Regions from separate parts of the Zea mays genome. Here region 2 is linked to region 1. The links are chromatin contacts, called in public Hi-C maps. All regions are on one chromosome and are shown on one strand. Each heading gives the region's core, a stretch centred on a gene start, on an enhancer-like site or on the middle of the called end of the contact. The rest is flanking DNA. Distances are from core to core; before and after follow the strand shown. Region 1 holds the start of LOC100273362. Region 2 has its middle 51 kb from the start of LOC541958.

Region 1 (3,682 bases), core at 560-3,059:
CCTTGGTATGTCTCTTGGACTTCCACACCTCCAAATGGTCGGTTGGGTGAAGTATATATAGGCCCCAACTCAAATATAGCCGTCGGAAAGCAGTTCTGCAGCTTTTTGCGGCGCACTGAACATGCCACATGTACTAGCCTTTGAATATAGCCGTTGGAGCTTCTGAAGATGGCGCACCGAACAATGGCGCGCCGAACGGTCCGTTGTGCACCGGACAGCCATGCTCGCTTGTCGTATTTTGGCCATAACTTTTAGCTCTAAACTCTGATTTCGATAATCTTGTACTTTTTGGAAAGCTTATGAAATTCTGTACATCCCAAAGTTGAAGCAATATCAGTTTGAGCAAATTTGGCACACCGGACAGTCCGGTGTGCACTGGACATCCCATATGCTGCTATAGTTTTTTCAGCAATTCCGACTTCGTATTGTGGGCATAACTTTTAGCTCCGAACTCCGATTTTGATGATCTTGGACTTTTTGGAAAGCTTATAAAATTATATACATCTCAGAGCTGAAGCCATGTCAGTTTGAGTAGATTTGATTTTGTGAAACACTTTCAATTCAGTCATCCCTTCCTCTCAATTTTGTCAACTTCACTTTTATTTTGTAGCTTTGTATCTCACTTCTACTTCTTGATGTGTTGGACTCTTAGTATGTATAAAGTGTCTTCAATTGACTTTGTAATGTCTTCTATGGGTCTTATAATGTCTTCTTTAAGGTGTTGCATCCTCAGAGCCTCAGTCCAATTCACTTCGCATCCTGTGAACTACATCACACAAACACTTGGGAAATACATTAGTACACATGTTATGTTGATCATCAAACACCAAAATCTATTGAGTTAAATGGCCCGGGGTCCATTTTCCTTACAAGGTACCTCGGTCTTCTTGACCTTCTCCCTTGCTCTTGGTTCCTTGAAGTCCTTCTTGCCTTCGTCCTTAGTTCAATCAGTTGTCTCCAAGTCATGCACATCGAGTCTCACTTAGTCAATGTCTTCTTGTGATTTCCACAATCCACAGTAACTCAGCCTATGTGGACCATCACACATGTCTCTATGTGTTGAACTTTTCAGGCTTTTCACTTAGCACATGTTCAACACTTAACACGCTGGTTAGACCTTTAATTATGTTGTCATCCAAAACACCAAAACTCACAAGGTAGCTTTCAACATGATTATTATGAAGTGGGGTAAAATGCTTAACAACATTGATTAATGTATGTTAACAACATGGCTGAGCATTGTACGAATTAACTTGTATCGATACTTAACGATACATATATATGAAAAAGTGTTATCCTAATCACCTTGTATTTGTATGGCCCCCTAGTGTATTTAACATCTTCAGTGCAAGGATTCGAATTTCCCTCTTTAGTTGACACACTATCATGGTAAGTCCCTATTAGGCTACGACCAACAGAGTGTATATAGTCACGCAAAACACTGTTTTGCACTGTAGACTACTCTATATATATAAAGTGAAGTTTGAATTTGAAATTAGATATAAGACAATAAGTTGTTGGAGATAATTATGCTATGTTTTTATGGCTTTGGCCGTGCTGTTAGCACGTTATGGGTGATTGGAATGTGATGCTTAGTGTGACTGAGCTTTACAACTATGTGATCATGGACGATATGATTTGGTAGATCCTTTTTCCCCTGAAAAAAAGTTTATACAATAATTGTAGCTCTCCCTTTATCTGAACACCTAAAAACTAAAAGAAAAATGGTCCGTTGTATACTTTCAATTGGCATCTATCTGTTTCTCCGTATGCAGTTGCAGTACATTGGCTACAGTGTCACGGACTCGCGGTGAGCCCCACGGAGGAACGGGCTACCCAAACTCGCCGGATTCCTACCTGTCCCGGCCAACCCACCTCGCCGAACCACTCCACCAACCACGAACCTGAAACCCTAGCCACGCCCATGAGCGACGACGCGACCGCCGCCGCGCCCTCTTCGCCGTCGACCTCCCCTTCCCCATCCTCTGCTTCCTCATCAGGCGCCTCCCCGTCGCCTTCCTCCCCGCGCACCAAGCGCCGCCGCACCGACCGGTACGCTCTCGGTTTCGAGTTCGCCCCGCGACTCGCGCCCTACGAACTCCCTGAGGAACCGCTCCCCGACAAGCACAAGCGCTCCTGGCCCAACTGGACGGAGCGCTCCACCTTGGCTCTCCTCGACGCCTGGGGCGACAGCTTCGTCCGCGCGGGGCGCAGCATCATCCGCGCCGACGAGTGGCTCGAGGTCGCCCGCCTCGTGTGCGCCGCCGTGGGCCGTCCCGCGGGGTATTTCTCTGATGCGCAGTGCCGCAACCGAGTGGACACGCTTAGGAAGAAGTTTAAGAAGGAGAGGGAGAGAGCGCGCCGTGCCGCGCGCCGCTCCGGTCCCTCCCCTTCCAAATGGGTTTATTACGACAAGATGGTGGCAATTCTGTGCCCGACCCCGCCTCCGCTGCCGACCCTGCCTCCGCCTGCCCGTCCCCCTCCGCTGCCTCTCCAGTTGCTGCCTCTGGTCGCAAAGCGCCGCCGCGACAGGCAGCCAGCGCGGCGCTTTCAGTGGGGGATGAAAGCTCCTGAGCGTCTTCTTGGTGGTGCCGGAGACGTCGTAGGTCCCAGGGTTTCAGGGTCAGGTGCGAAGTTGGGTGAACTTGGACCGCAGAAAAATAGTGCTGTTCAAGGGAAGCGGAATGGTTTCATGGCCCTCACAGAGTCAATTCAGAAGTTTGAGGAGGCTTTTGCGAGGATGGAGAGTAGCAAGAGGCAGCACATGGTGAAGGTGGAGCAAATGAGGAGGGATTTGCAAAGGGACCTAGATGCAAAGTGGAGGGAGATATTGGAGAAGGCGCAAGCGGAGATTGGTCGCCTTAGTAATGAGGATGGGGATGAACATGATGTGGACGAAGATGGGGATGTTGGCGATGGTAAGAGATTGGAGGGTGGTGATGAGCAAAACAATGGTGCTATGGATGCTTCTCCTTAGCATATAGCCTAGATGCTTACAAAATGAGGTTGGTTTACTTATCTCAGCAGCTCCAGCTTATGCTAAATGTCATTTTTTTGCTAAAGCAAAACGTCAGGCCATTTTTACTGTAACCTTTATGTTTATCATTACATTTTGATGCTTGAGTAAACTAAAGCTGAATCATTCTTTTATGTGTCTGGAATGTTAATTCGAGTAAACTAAAGCTACATCATCCTTTTATTTCTGTCTGGAGGGGCAATTCGTGAAGGATCTTGGTCCTTATATAAGTACTCCTATCATTCCATGTCTGCATACAATAAGTTGGCATTTAGAGTAATGTTGGGATTCAGCATGTTTTGTCATTGTATTTTATGTTTAAGTTCTCTCAAAAAGGAAATTGTAGCAGAACAAATCACATGGTTGATGTTAGAATTGACAAGGGAAATTAGTAGAATGCACAACTAGAATGCTTCAAATATTTGACCAAGATGCAAATGATAGTCTATTAGTCTCTTAAATCTGTGATTAGCATTTTATGAGATTAAAATCTTGTGCCACTTGACGTCGACATATGCTAAATTCGATCAATATTGCTATTACTGAAGTATTCATGATCTACATTTTTTTACTGGAGTATGCAAATTATGGCCTCATAGATATTGTTGTGCCACACTGCCACTTCAACTTTTAGTGATGCTTTTGGTTGATAGGTTCAATAGGGCT
Region 2 (4,010 bases), core at 665-3,164, 230 kb before region 1:
GATTATGTTGTCTGGAAGTGGGAAAAAAGAAAGTGTTTACCGTGAAATCTTTATATGATTCCCTCGCCAATACTGCTTATGGGTCATATTTTAAACATATATGGAAAGGGAAATTCCTCCAAAAATTAAAGTCTTCATGTGGGTTTTAGAAAACAATGTCCTGCTAACCCAAGAAAATTTGGTTAGAAGAAAATGGGTCGGGGATACATCTTGTGGTTTCTGCCCTATGTTTGAATCCACTAATCATCTTTTCTTTACATGTCATACTGCTAAATATGTTTGGGGTGTGTGGCGAAATGCCTTAACACGCAAACTGTCCCTGGAAATCTAAGACAATGCTGGATATGGCTTTGAATATACCTAATGCCAATGATATATGCATTGTTGGGTCTCTGCCATTTGTTGGGCTTTATAGAAAGCCAGGAATAATGTGTGCTTCAAAAAATTTGTAATTAAATCTCCGGTGGAGAGTGTTTGTCATGCAAGTGTGCTGATCTCTTATTGGGCAGGTTTGAGCCAGAGCGAGTTGCAGGACCTGCTACAGATGGTGCGAAGCTGCTCCTGCAGGCAGCAAACGCAAGACTCAATTATCAACCACAGGAGGCGGAAGAAGGCTGTGAAGAGTAGATGGGATGTTGGATCTAGAGGGATCATGCTTGCTGATGCGTCTGTGATCGTGGTTGATGTATCGTCCTACTGGTCTTCTTTTGTCTAGAGATGGAGTAGCATGGTCCCTTTTTTGCTTCTTGAAAATGTTTTCTAGCTCCTATGTGAGCATTTGTTTGATGACCACTTGAACTTGTCTTCCACATGTGTGGTGTTCGTGGTAGTTTGTGTGTGGCCTGAATCAGGTCGTCAGTTAGCTCGTTTGTTCCTCAGGATGTTGATGTGAACTCCCTTGTATTTCTGTTGTGCAAATAATAGAAATGGGAACCTTCCGTTGGAAAAAACTTCACTGCAAAAACTGTGAGATATCACAATGAATTTTCTTTTCCTTGCTTCATTGCATATTTAACTCCCACTTGTGTCTAAAAAATCTACTAAATTGCATGTTCTTCAGGAAAGCAGCCTGACGATACCCGGATAAAAATCTCAACATCAGAGCCAAAGGATAACCCATTGTGATTCCTTTCAGGCCGTAGTACAGTAATGAATGGACAAATGGAGACGAAGGCATATCATATCTTCTCAACGAACGATCATAAACGGTGGAACTTGACAGAGAAAGAAGGAATGGCAGCACCATGTTGCACATCCTGTCTAACGCAATACTGTGTTATCATGTCAGTGCAAGCTGCTTCGATTTCCAAACCAGAGTGAACTCTTAAGCAACCAAACCATGTCAAGGTTAGGGACATACGTCTGATTCTGACTATTTCAATGCCACGAGTCCACAACAAGACAAGATAGCTAGCACTGCGGACAAATAGAAAGTGGAGGAAGAGGGGATCTTGCTTTGCTTGGCTGCTGCCAAACGAAGGCGGAGTGTCTGGGCTGTCCAAAGATGCGCGTTACGCGACAGCGGAGCAGCGTGTGGACGACCAGCGCGGGCGCCCGGCGCGTAGGATGGGGGGGAGGAGATCAGGTGGGGAGGCACGGACCGGCGCCGCACGTGAGATCTGCGCGCAGCCCTGTGGCGCCGGCGCCGGCGCCGGCCTTGCGGGCAAGCTCAAGCGCTAGGACCGCGAGGCTGGGATGGAGATCTTCCGATCCCGCCAGCACCCGGCGCCGCGACCACCACCCGACCGCCAGCGCCGGCGCACGGCGGCAGCCGACGTTGACGAAGCTCCCGGACATCGTGGAGAAAGCAGAGACGAAGGCTTGTTTGGAAATGGGGGAGAACTAGACCCGACCGAGAGGGATTTGGGCCCTTGGTTGGACCTGCTCGATAGTCTGGGCCGAGTTCCTTTCTTAGAGGGAACGGGCTGAATGCATCGTCCGCTTGCAAGCGGGCCTGGCCATGGCCTCGTGTCCGCGCGAGAATGAATAGAGCTCGCGGGCACATGGCACATGCCACATGCGACAATCCAGTCTCTTTCCTTCCTGTCTGTTTCTGTGGTCGGGCTTCTTCCCCAACCGTTTCCTCCCTCACCTAGCCGTGCCCCTACTACGTGAGATTGGTGTTTCCTATCCGTGTGTTTGGTTGGAGAGAAACTGCATCCACAAATCCTCAAAGCACATTTTGTTTGTTTCACTTCTCTGCATAACCAGGCTGAGCGGGTGCAAGAAACAACAGCGAGCCAGGCCCGCTAGAAACGGACGCTCGGCGCGTACGCGCGCGTGCAGGCGCGGTGCAGCCACGCCCGTACGGTATGTGTTTCTATTCTGCATCCACCATTTATCTTTTCTCTTTCCTATGTGTTCGCAAGGCCTCCTCCTTCAAGCTGAAGGCCGAGCCGTGCTGTGGCCTGTGGTGGTGTTGGCCGTGGGAGCAGCGACGACATTCGCATTGAGTAGCCCGCCCAAGGTCTTCTGCCCGTCCCGGCCTCCACCGACCGTCGCAAGGGCAAAGGCCATATCTCCTCTTCTATGCTGCTCTCAGACTCCACCTTTGGTATTGCTCCTAGCTAAGGTATTTATCTAGACTGAGTCATCATAGTCATCCTGTGGACTACAGTCAGTCATCCCAAAATGTTAGGCAAATTCAATGTCAAGACGCTTTCAAGTTTGCCAAAATGATATAGTGGATGCTGTCTGCTTTCGTAATCAATTTTAGCTTGAGTATTATATTTCAATGTTTGTTCAGAAAAGTGAAAAGATATTTAAGCACACATACATTGATCGAGAAGCTTGCATTGCTCTAAATGATCAATCCCTCAATCAAATAGGTTGATTTGGTGACAAGAGAATAACGTGAGATTGAAAAGGATTGGCGGAGAAATAAACTAAGGTGGAATTGGGTCCGAAGCGTGGCCCATGCAAATGTATATGGATAGATGCAGATGGGCATTTTGGATTAGGGTTCGCATTTCAGAAAAAAAAATGCACAACGCTGCTTGAGGCAGCCGTTGGGGCGCCATGGATCGACTGTCGGTAGCGGCACGGGCCAGGGCGCACGTGGACGGCTGGCCGCACGAGGACTCGACGGCAGTCGCTAGGGGCTCAACCTCGACGCTCGGCATGTGGACAGGAACTGGCCTGCTAGAGTGCGAGCCGCAGGGAGCAAGGGCAGACGCCAGTTAGGGCACCCAGCCACGCCACTGCGGGAAGATTATGAGACAAGACCGAGGAGGCTAATATTTTGTTATGGCGATGGCATTAGGTGGCTTTATACATATTTGAGATTAGAGGGTTTTGAGGATGAAACAACCTAGAACATTAAAAGGGTGCTTGGTTTGAGGAATCACTCCATTCAAGATAAGGTGGTACATTATGAATTCATTACTCAAATTTGATTGGATGATATCATTTCTCATCTTAATACTAACCAACTATAATGAATGAGGTGGTGATGGATCAACTTATTCCAGTCCATAAACCAAACTAAAAAGTGAGGAGTGACTAAACACCCTATAAGATCTTTCTTTCCTCCGGCATTAACACCGATTACGCCACAAGCACAAGTAAATGCTAGCCTAAATCTTCCACAGACGATGCAAACTGATGCTAGTAATAATCAAAATGAAGCATCTATCGAATTTTCTATTGAGCACTAGTACAAAAAGGCTCAAAGCCTGCGGCACCCATATATTTTTACAGGCGGTTTCGGCTATCCACCGACTGTGTTATTTTTAGTGGCGGTTCCTTAAGAAAACCGCCACTAGAAATCGTATTTCTACTGGCGGTTCCTTAAGAAAACCGCCAGTAGAAATCCATGATTTGTAGTGGCGGTTTTCTTAAGGAACCGCCAGTAGAAATACGATTTCTAGTGGCGGTTTTCTTAAGGAACCGCCACTAGAAATCATTTTTATCCTTAATTTTTCGAGTTTTTCAAACGGCCTCGTATGACAAAACCACCAAAATAAAAGTTGTAGATCTCTAAAAGTTATGAAACTTTATAGTTGACAACT

The links. Hi-C and Micro-C count contacts between places; a contact is called where the count stands out from the background.
Region 2: a contact with region 1 is called in a Hi-C map of leaf, with 7 times the contacts expected there. The contact joins the enhancer-like site here to the promoter of LOC100273362 in region 1. A contact is called at or near these places in 3 of 25 Hi-C or Micro-C datasets (ear, endosperm and leaf).

What each region holds. Positions count from the first base shown.
Region 1 is chr8:159,331,373-159,335,054 of Zm-B73-REFERENCE-NAM-5.0, reverse strand. It overlaps LOC100273362, which reads left to right and starts at 1,809. Exons shown (of 2, transcript NM_001147801.1): 1 at 1,809-3,005. The coding sequence starts at 1,925. The coding sequence ends at 2,977.
Region 2 is chr8:159,564,820-159,568,829 of Zm-B73-REFERENCE-NAM-5.0, reverse strand. No RefSeq gene overlaps it. Among protein-coding and RNA genes, the nearest start is that of LOC541958, 51 kb to the right of the region's middle. Within about 2 kb of position 1,914, at least 19 of the 20 cell types and tissues checked have an H3K27ac peak or open chromatin away from gene starts, as enhancers often do. A contact at or near this core is called in ear, endosperm and leaf, where this site is marked.